2 separate regions of the Hordeum vulgare genome follow, and region 2 is linked to region 1. Evidence: chromatin contacts called from public Hi-C data. All regions are on one chromosome and are shown on one strand. Each heading gives the region's core, a stretch centred on a gene start, on an enhancer-like site or on the middle of the called end of the contact. The rest is flanking DNA. Distances are from core to core; before and after follow the strand shown.

What was found. Hi-C and Micro-C count contacts between places; a contact is called where the count stands out from the background.
Region 2: a contact with region 1 is called in a Hi-C map of leaf, with 4 times the contacts expected there. The contact joins the promoter of LOC123452430 here to the promoter of LOC123397762 in region 1. A contact is called at or near these places in 4 of 6 Hi-C or Micro-C datasets (leaf and seedling).

What each region holds. Positions count from the first base shown.
Region 1 is chr5H:344,729,031-344,732,995 of MorexV3_pseudomolecules_assembly, forward strand. It overlaps LOC123397762 (triacylglycerol lipase 1), which reads right to left and starts at 1,351. Exons shown (of 9, transcript XM_045092295.1): 1 at 1,076-1,351. The coding sequence starts at 1,270.
Region 2 is chr5H:344,968,440-344,972,890 of MorexV3_pseudomolecules_assembly, forward strand. LOC123452430 reads left to right here and starts at 1,337. Exons shown (of 6, transcript XM_045129076.1): 1 at 1,337-1,651; 2 at 3,835-4,118; 3 at 4,383-4,451. The coding sequence starts at 1,489.

The DNA of each region.
Region 1 (3,965 bases), core at 101-2,600:
GGGAGCTTCTGTTACTATTCATACTTGATGAACTTAAGAGCAGGGATGGAAGGAAAAGAAGGACATTAAGTTTCAAGAAAAGTTCCATGGTGTTTGATAAATTTCCTTCAAGATAATTGATCTAAATACACATAACAACACATTAGTTGTGACCAGCGACAAGCTTTCACTGCAAGATATTAATAGTGTTTTGAATTAAAACATCAAAAGCTCTCTTTCTTCACTCTGCCGTCACTGTGGGCAGAAGCGCCACCAGCATGTGCCATGTGATACCAGGATGATTGTGCAGTCACTGATTTGTCAATAGTTTGTTAAAGTTTTGCAAGATATCTGTGCTAAACAAATGAACTCGCAACCAGGCATTTGCACCGTAAATGGTGTCAACAAGTCAGCATCATCTGTCACGGGTCAGTTCTAACGGAAGTATGTTGGGTTCAAGATGGATGTGACAATGCCTGTCGTAGAGTTGTGCCCTGAAACTAGGAATCGAAGTAAAGGAGTGTAAGCACCGTCTGCCAGTAAGCTTGTCTTTTGCTTGGAGTTGAAACAAAGGTTATGGACTACTTTGCCTGAGAGTAAAGGAGCTCCATGACACAAGTAATTGCTATCCCAGTTCACTTGAGACACACTCTTACATTAATTACTTATTTTCTACGTCGATTGCATTTTCTTCCCTTGGAACAGGAACAGTATCTCTCAACCATTTCATCTTCACCTGGCAAGAAAACAGAAGGACACTGCCGCATGAATGCACGCAAGTGCAAGCCTACCTACGTACAGTTCAAAGAAAAATGGCTACCTACATACGGACACATAACAATTCGGTTCTCCCCGATCTACTTTGGTTGCTAGGCTAGCTGTTCGTTCGATTACCATCCGGATAGACACAATCATGGCCCAACACCATACGGATAAGTCAACGAGTAAACAAACCTCCCCTTCCCTTGGCTTCGCTGGGGGACATGGTCGAAATCGGCACGAGAATAATCACCAGTGGAGGAACCGAGAGGAAGGATGAAGGTAGAGGAGGATGTGTAGTAGTACTACATATACTAGCAGCAGGCAACGTACGTACGGTGTGCTCGGTGCACGGGTAGCCCAGTGGTAGGAGCAGCTGCCCGCAGAGTCCGCCGCCGGCGTCGCCGCGCGGCACGGCGTGGCGGAGGGTGGAGGACGCCGGGGAGCCGTAGGCCCCGCCGGGAACGCAGTAGCGGAGTAGGAGGGTCAGGGCGAGCGCGGCGGCGGCGGCTCCTCCTCCCGGGACCGCCATCTCCGTCGGTCGGGACTCGGCGGGGGACGGGGGGACGGAAGCGGCGGGTCGAGGGCAGTTGGCAGTTACACACGCAACAGAAGCGAGATTGTACCAGTAGTAGTCCAAACTGTTTTATTTGGGCGCGCGACCGACGACGGATACGTAAAAGGATCGGCAGCCCGCAGCGCACGGTTTTATTCCATGGTCAATCAAGAGTATAGCTCATATATGGTATAGCTGCATCTATATTTTTTTAAAGAGTATAACTGTTTTTCACTTAAATGAACTTTTGTATTTGTAATTCACTGATATTGCAATATTCAAATTGCAATAATTTATATTGAAAAGACATCTTAACCCGTAAATTTTTACCCATATCTGTCGCAGACATCGAAGAACCAGTTCACGACAAAAATACGGCATCCAACCAACGCTAGTTACATGGCTCTATATTGTTTTTTTAAGTTGACACGTTCAAATAGTCGCATATACAGTCTAGCGTTGTCCATTACGCTTTGTGCATTAACCCATGATTTTCGTAAGAGTTCTATCTGGGGTTAGATGTGTTTTCATGGGCTTGAGTCAAGAGAAAGATCTCATACAACCTATGGAGGATGACGTCAAGTGGTGATCGTCGTCAAGATTGCGGTGTGCAAGTTCAAGTGGAGCATCATGGCAATATCTTGCTTGAAGCTTGCCGTCCTTTGTGGTGGCAATGGACTTGTGAAGATGTGCTCAATAGTGGCTCACCCATAGTGGGGTATGGGGGAGGAATTTAAGTCTTCATCGAGCCAGCGCAATCAAGAAAGGTGGTTCATCTTGAGGAAGTCAACATCGTCAACATCTAGCTCAAGTGGACTATGTTCAAGGTATAGGTTTGCCCTTGATAGGTTTTCTATTTTAGGATAGATTGTCGTACTGTCAAGGGGGGCTCTCAAGTGAGTAGCTTGATCGTATCGTTCATTGAGAGCTCAAACCATTTGTGCATCATCTTTCTTGGTTCTTGTTTGGTGTTTCTCTTCGTGAGTTTTAGAGCTTATGATCATCTTTATGACAAGCTCAAGTTCATCAAAAACGGAGTTCATATGCATCTTCTATGATGTTTTTTATGTTGGAGTTTTTGTCAATTCTTCATTCATAGAGGTTTCACATCTCTATATCATTGAAATTTTCATAGCTGCATGTTCTTAAGATTTCCTGAATCCAACAAGCTTGAGTTTGGTCATTTCGGAGCTCGTATGCGAAAGTTATGGCAGTTCTGGACAGGTTCTCTCTTCCAATCGGTATTACCGCTCCACCTCTTATCACTGGTAGTACCGCTCCACCTCTTATCACTGGTCGTACCGCCCTGGCCGGCGGTAGTACCGCTCTGCTGGTACCGCTGGGTTGTACCGCTGCTCGGAAGTGCAAACACTTTTGTGGTCGGACTTTGCGGTAGTACTGGGCGGTAGTACCGCCCACCGCTCCGGGAGGTACTAGCTTCCCTACCTCGTCTTTGGCTTGGCCTCCCTCTGCTTGAGCGGTAGTACCACTCCCCTGAGCGGTACTGCCTCTTATCATCGGTAGTACCGCTCCCTGGAGCGGTAATACCGCTCTCGCTCGTGCTGAGGGGGTGGGTAAAGGACAGACTCATTCCCCCCTTATAAAAGGGGGTCTTCTTCCCCAATGGTTTTCTATCCGTTGAGCTCGTTTTTGCTCCCCATTGTTGACCTTCTTTGAGCTTGCTAACTCTCAATCCCTTCAATGATTCTTGGTAGTTCTTGAGGGAAAAGAGAGAGGAGATCTAGATCCACATTTCCACCAATCACTTTCTCCTCTATGTGAGGGGAACCCCTAGGATCTAGATCTTGGATTTCTTCATGTTCTTCTTCGCTCTTCCTCTATTTTTCTTCAATAGCATTAGTTGTTGTGGAGGGATTTGGGAGTGAAGGACTTGGGCACTCCGTGTGCCCTTGCCATTGCATTTGGTGCATAGGTTTGAATTCTCCACGGTGATACGTGGAAGTGAAAAGTTTGAGAAGATTATTACCCTTGGGTAATTGGTACCCTAGAAATTGTTCCTCGTGGATGCTTTGGCGTCCTAGAAGCTTCGTGGTGCCTTGGATCTCAATCATTGTGGTGTAAAGCTCCGGGCAAGCTTCGGGGTCTCCAATTAGGTTATGGAGATTGCCCCGAGCATTTGAGGTTACCTCGAAGCCATATTCAATTGTGGTGAAGCTCCATGGTGTTGTTGGGAGCCTCCAATTAAGTTGTGGAGATTGCCCAACCTTGTTTGTGTTGGGTAACGTAGCATAAATTCAAAATTTTCCTACGCATATTCAGATCTTCCTATGGAGAGGCCAGCAACGAGAGAGGGGTAAGAGCATCTTCATACCTTTGAAGATCGCTAAGCGGAAGCGTTACTAGAACGCGGTTGATGGAGTCGTACTCGCGGCGATTCAGATCGCGGTGTGATTCCGATCTAGTGCCGAACTACGGCACCTCCGCATTCAACACACGTGTAGCCCGGTGACGTCTCCTGCAGCTTGATCCAGCAAGGAGGAGGGAGAGGTTGGGGAAGAACTCCAGCAGCATGACGGTGTGGTGTCGATGGAGAGACGAGGTCTCCTGCACGGCTTCGCCAAGCATCGGCAGAGAGGAGGAGAAAGAAGGGCAGGGTTGCGCCGAGGGAGAGGGAGAAGTCTATCTCCCAAGGGCCAAAACCCCTCTCTAT
Region 2 (4,451 bases), core at 87-2,586, 240 kb after region 1:
GCTGATGTCGTGAGTAAACACCGACAGTTAGTGTAGCTATTGAGGACAAGACAGATCGTGCGTCATTGGGACATCACGACGCATGTACATTCAGTACATCGCGGCGGTGTCGTGCTTATCTGGAGTACGTCTAACCACCGTCTCCTTATAGTGTAATCAACAAGTTTCTCGTTGTGCAAGACCGATCAACATTGTGCCAGCGGCATCTAGTCGGCCGCGATCTCGCAAGAAAAATCCACAACATAGATAAACTTGATCCGAAGAATAAACTAATCGCAAAAATGAAATTGTGATAACATAAGGAATTCATTTTTGCAAGAAGAAGTGATCTGATCCTATACCTCCGTGGGATTGATGAGAGCCTGCTTGAGGTAGGCTTGACGCAGGCTCGATGAAAATGTGTTACGCAATTTCTGCCGACGATTTTGACCCAAGGTTACAGAGCGTAGCGAGCGTTGTAGTTGATCACATAAAAAGGTAGATAAAAGAGAGGAAGTAGGGATAAGACTATCTTTATTACTGACTAGCACAAATGCCCGTGCGTTGCAACGGGAGAAAAATAAAAAAATGTAGCCCATTGGTAAAAACGCGTGTGGATACTGTCAAAAAAAGGCACGTACGTAAGGTCTTAGATTATAAAATATGTACAAAGAAAGAACCTAATGCAAGTATATCATGTCCAAAGATTATAACATTTCCCAAATATTGATGCTTAAGTTAACATGTTACAATACAAATAGTCGGTACGAAATAAAGACAAATATTGATTAGCATTGTATCCTAAATAGTATTTTTTTAAATATTTAATATGTAAAATAACAACATATTCAAACTCTACACATTTTTCTAATCAAGTTTCATATATAACATGTTTAAATTGGATTTACGGTTTAAAAGATATTGTTATTTGAAAATACATATTTATTCTGAATGGACTTCGAGGTTATTAACGCATATGTGAGGGGTGTATGTAAAAAATTTAAAAAACGATTCGTTCTGAATATAATTTGGACTGCGGGTTATTTAGCACGAAAGTAAGGGGGTTTTGTGTAAAATGTGAAAAAAATGGTTTAGCCTCACTTAAAAACGTACCGCGGGTTAATTAGATGAAACTACAGGGATGTTTTTTGCAAAAATGCCACGACGGACGTTAGAAACGATGCGTGTTTTATTATTAAGGAAGATTGATCTGCGTTACAGTGATTACTTCTCGTCTATATATATGTCAAGCCATAAATAATACTTCCTCCGTTTTGAAATAAGTGTCTTATTTTTAAGACCGAGGAAGTAATACAACGAACTCAAAGTATGGAAACGGAAGGGTGCCTAGCACGAAGCCCACCGTCGCCCATCCTGGCTGGGCCCGGTTTCCCGTATGTTCCCGCTCAACCTTATCTTCACCCTTCACCGCCTGATGACCTTTCTTCTCACAAACTTTGGAAGAAAATCTCACCGGAGACAAAGGAGTAGAGAGCTTCGGAAGAGGAGATGGCCTGCTGGTTGGGGCCAGCCTGCAGAGTGGCGGCAGCAGGGGTCTTGCGGTCTGAGCGGCAACGACTAAGCCTTCCTCGAGCGCTGACGGCGGCGAAGAGGGCCACCTTCTTGGAGCAGCAACGAGAGGAAGCAGCCGGCCTCACTCGCGTTGGCCATGGTTAGGGACGACGAGGCCCTCTTCCCGCCCTCTACTTTTCTAACGACGAGGCCACCAGGGCGCTTTCTCCTCCCCTCCCCTCCCGCGGGCGGCAGGGGAGGGGCCCTACCCGCCGCCAGCCCGCGGCCCTTGTCCTCTCCCTCTTCTCTCCTCGCCGTCGCCGGTGTGCGCGGGGCACCCTCTTCCTCTCGCGTCGTGGTGGTGGTGGTGTGGGGGGGGGGGGGTTTCGGCGCAGGCCGCTCTAGCCAAGCCGGAGCGCGGCCTGGTGCAGGACGCGGCGGCGCGGCGGTGGCGACCGGCGGCGGTGCTGGGGGTCGCGGCTATGTGGCGTCGATGGCTGAACGGTGGTGGTGGTGCGTTTTAGGGTTGGCGGCGGCAGCTCCGGCTCCCGGTCGACCCGATCTGGATGACGCGGGGGGTGGAGGCGCTTCGCCTCGTCCGTGCTGGGCTGGCTTGTCGAGGGCCTGCTGGCCGTGGTGAGCCACCTACGGTAGTCTCGCTGGCGGCCTGCGGTGGTGCTGCAGCTCTTCAAGCGGGCGTGAAGGCGGGCCAGGGTTCGGTTGGTGGTGACCTTGGCTGTGGACGGCAGTGAAGGGTCTTCTTTGGGGAGCCGATGGGGAGCGGGGGCACCGGAGCGACTGCTCGGCGACCGGGGTTGCCGGCTGTCATCAGCGGTCCCATTTGTTGGGGCGGAAGCCTCCTGTTGCGGGTGCGGTTGCCGGCAGTGTACCGGCGAGGCAGACTTGCCTTCAGGGCAGGAGTTTTACGTGGTTCTTCTGCTCGGGCTTGGTTGCTCCTTGTGCGAGTTCTGGCGCGGTGTCACCTTGGGGTCAGATTGCTCGGCTCTGGGTCGTCTCCGGCCAAGCCAAGGTGGGACCTTGTGGTTCTGATGTGCAGGCGTCCTCATGTTGTGGCGTCGGTGAAGGTCCATGGAGGTGGTGGTTGGGACAATGTTGACCCGGCAATAGGATCGGTGCTTCAGGCCGCAGACTTACCATCGTCGGAGCTGATTACTCGACGATAGCCGTCGGCAGTCGCTGGGTAATGCCCCCCCACCAGTCCATTGGAGGGGATTGCAGGCGTTGGCGCCCCTACGGTGGTGGCGTTGACCCTGCCTCGGTGGCTGATGCTGGGCTTTTCCTGCCATGGTTTGTGCTATGTGAAGCGGGCGGTTCACGATATCTCGTGGCATGGATGTCGGGGCGGCGACCCTGGAAGGTGGTCTGCATGGTTAGCTCTCCAGTGAACACCATGGCGGCGGCGGCGGTGGCTATGTCTATTGGTCGTGTGGGCGACGACATGTACAACGGTGGGCGGCTCGGGCGTGCTCTCTGTCTTTGGCAGTGGTGTCACTCCGATCCAGATCTGGGGAGCTGAACTCGTTACGCTTATCCTAAAGACCTCGGTGGCATGTGGGAGTTGCGAGCGAAAGCTTTGCGCTTTGTCGTCGACGATGACACCGCTTTCTTCTTGAAGACGTCGTCATGGAGCTCCTCTCCGTGTCTGCGTTCCGGGTAAAAACTTTTGTCCGCCATGGACTCGACAACGGTGACGCTTAGCGTCGTTTTCCTACTTGGGGGCATTGCCGTGCAGCGTGGGTGTTTTAGGGCATAGCGTGGCGTTGTACTCGGTTCTTCCCGTGCTCTATGTCGGTAGCATAGTCGCTTGCGTCTTGTGTGATCCGAATATCTTGGGATCGGTGTTATTTGAGGGTTGTCCTATCACCTTGTATCATTCGGCCATGTACTTTGTTCTGTGATTGCTTTATATATAAAGCGAGCAAAACCCTGTTTCAAGGACTAGGACGCTTTCTTCTTGTCCAGGATGGATGTATTTGATAGCTCTGCAATTACACAAGTCCCTATTGGGGACGAATAACTGTGTTTTGACTAAACTTTCTCAAACTGGTGAGCCACATGTTTAAAATCTTTTGAAATGCCGTGATAATGCGATTTTCTTCCACAAATTGATGTTAGTTTCAGTAGGGGACATGTGTGAAATTTAGTTTTACAATTGCAACAGTTAATGGTTTTAACAGGGAATGCTATTTCCCAGGAAGTTTCAATTCAATTCTGCAGTATTAATTTTGTTATCCTACGATTATGTAACTGCCTGCCTGCACGTGCAGCAATTTTGTGTACCTTGCAAAAATGTTTCTTATATTGTGAATTACTACTGCACAGGTGCAGGGTCTGTGGCTAGCCCAACTGTTACTAAGGTGATTGATAACCAAGATGAGAGTGAAGTCGCAATGGGCTACACGATGGCCCAAATCTGTGATAGGTTTATTGCGTTCTTCATGGATGAGAAACCAGAAACAAAGGACTGGAGAAAAATATTGGTTTTCAGAGAGGAGTGGCGAAGATACAGACCACACTTCTACAAGCGTTGCCAAGTGCGTATAGATGTGGAAACTGATACTTCCGTGAAGCAAAAGTTGATTGTACTCGCTAGAAAAGTAAAGAAGGTACGCTCCTTTTTTTTAACAGAGCAAAATTAGTCTTTGTGGCCGGCCTAAACTATGAGCCAACTATGTTCTTATTTGATTTATTTATTCATGCAAACATTATATTCCTTGAGATGATTGTGTAGCCATCAATTTCGGAAACATCATATATTTGGATTACATAATGATATTGTTAGGTAGGTGCACCATAGTCAATCAAGAGAAGTGTTCATGTGCATCATATAATAATTTTCTGAACCCTCTTGTTCACAATTAATTTGTTAGATCGATGCTGAAATAGAGATGCACATGGAACTCTTCACAGAGCTTCGAGAGAATCCCACTGATATCAAT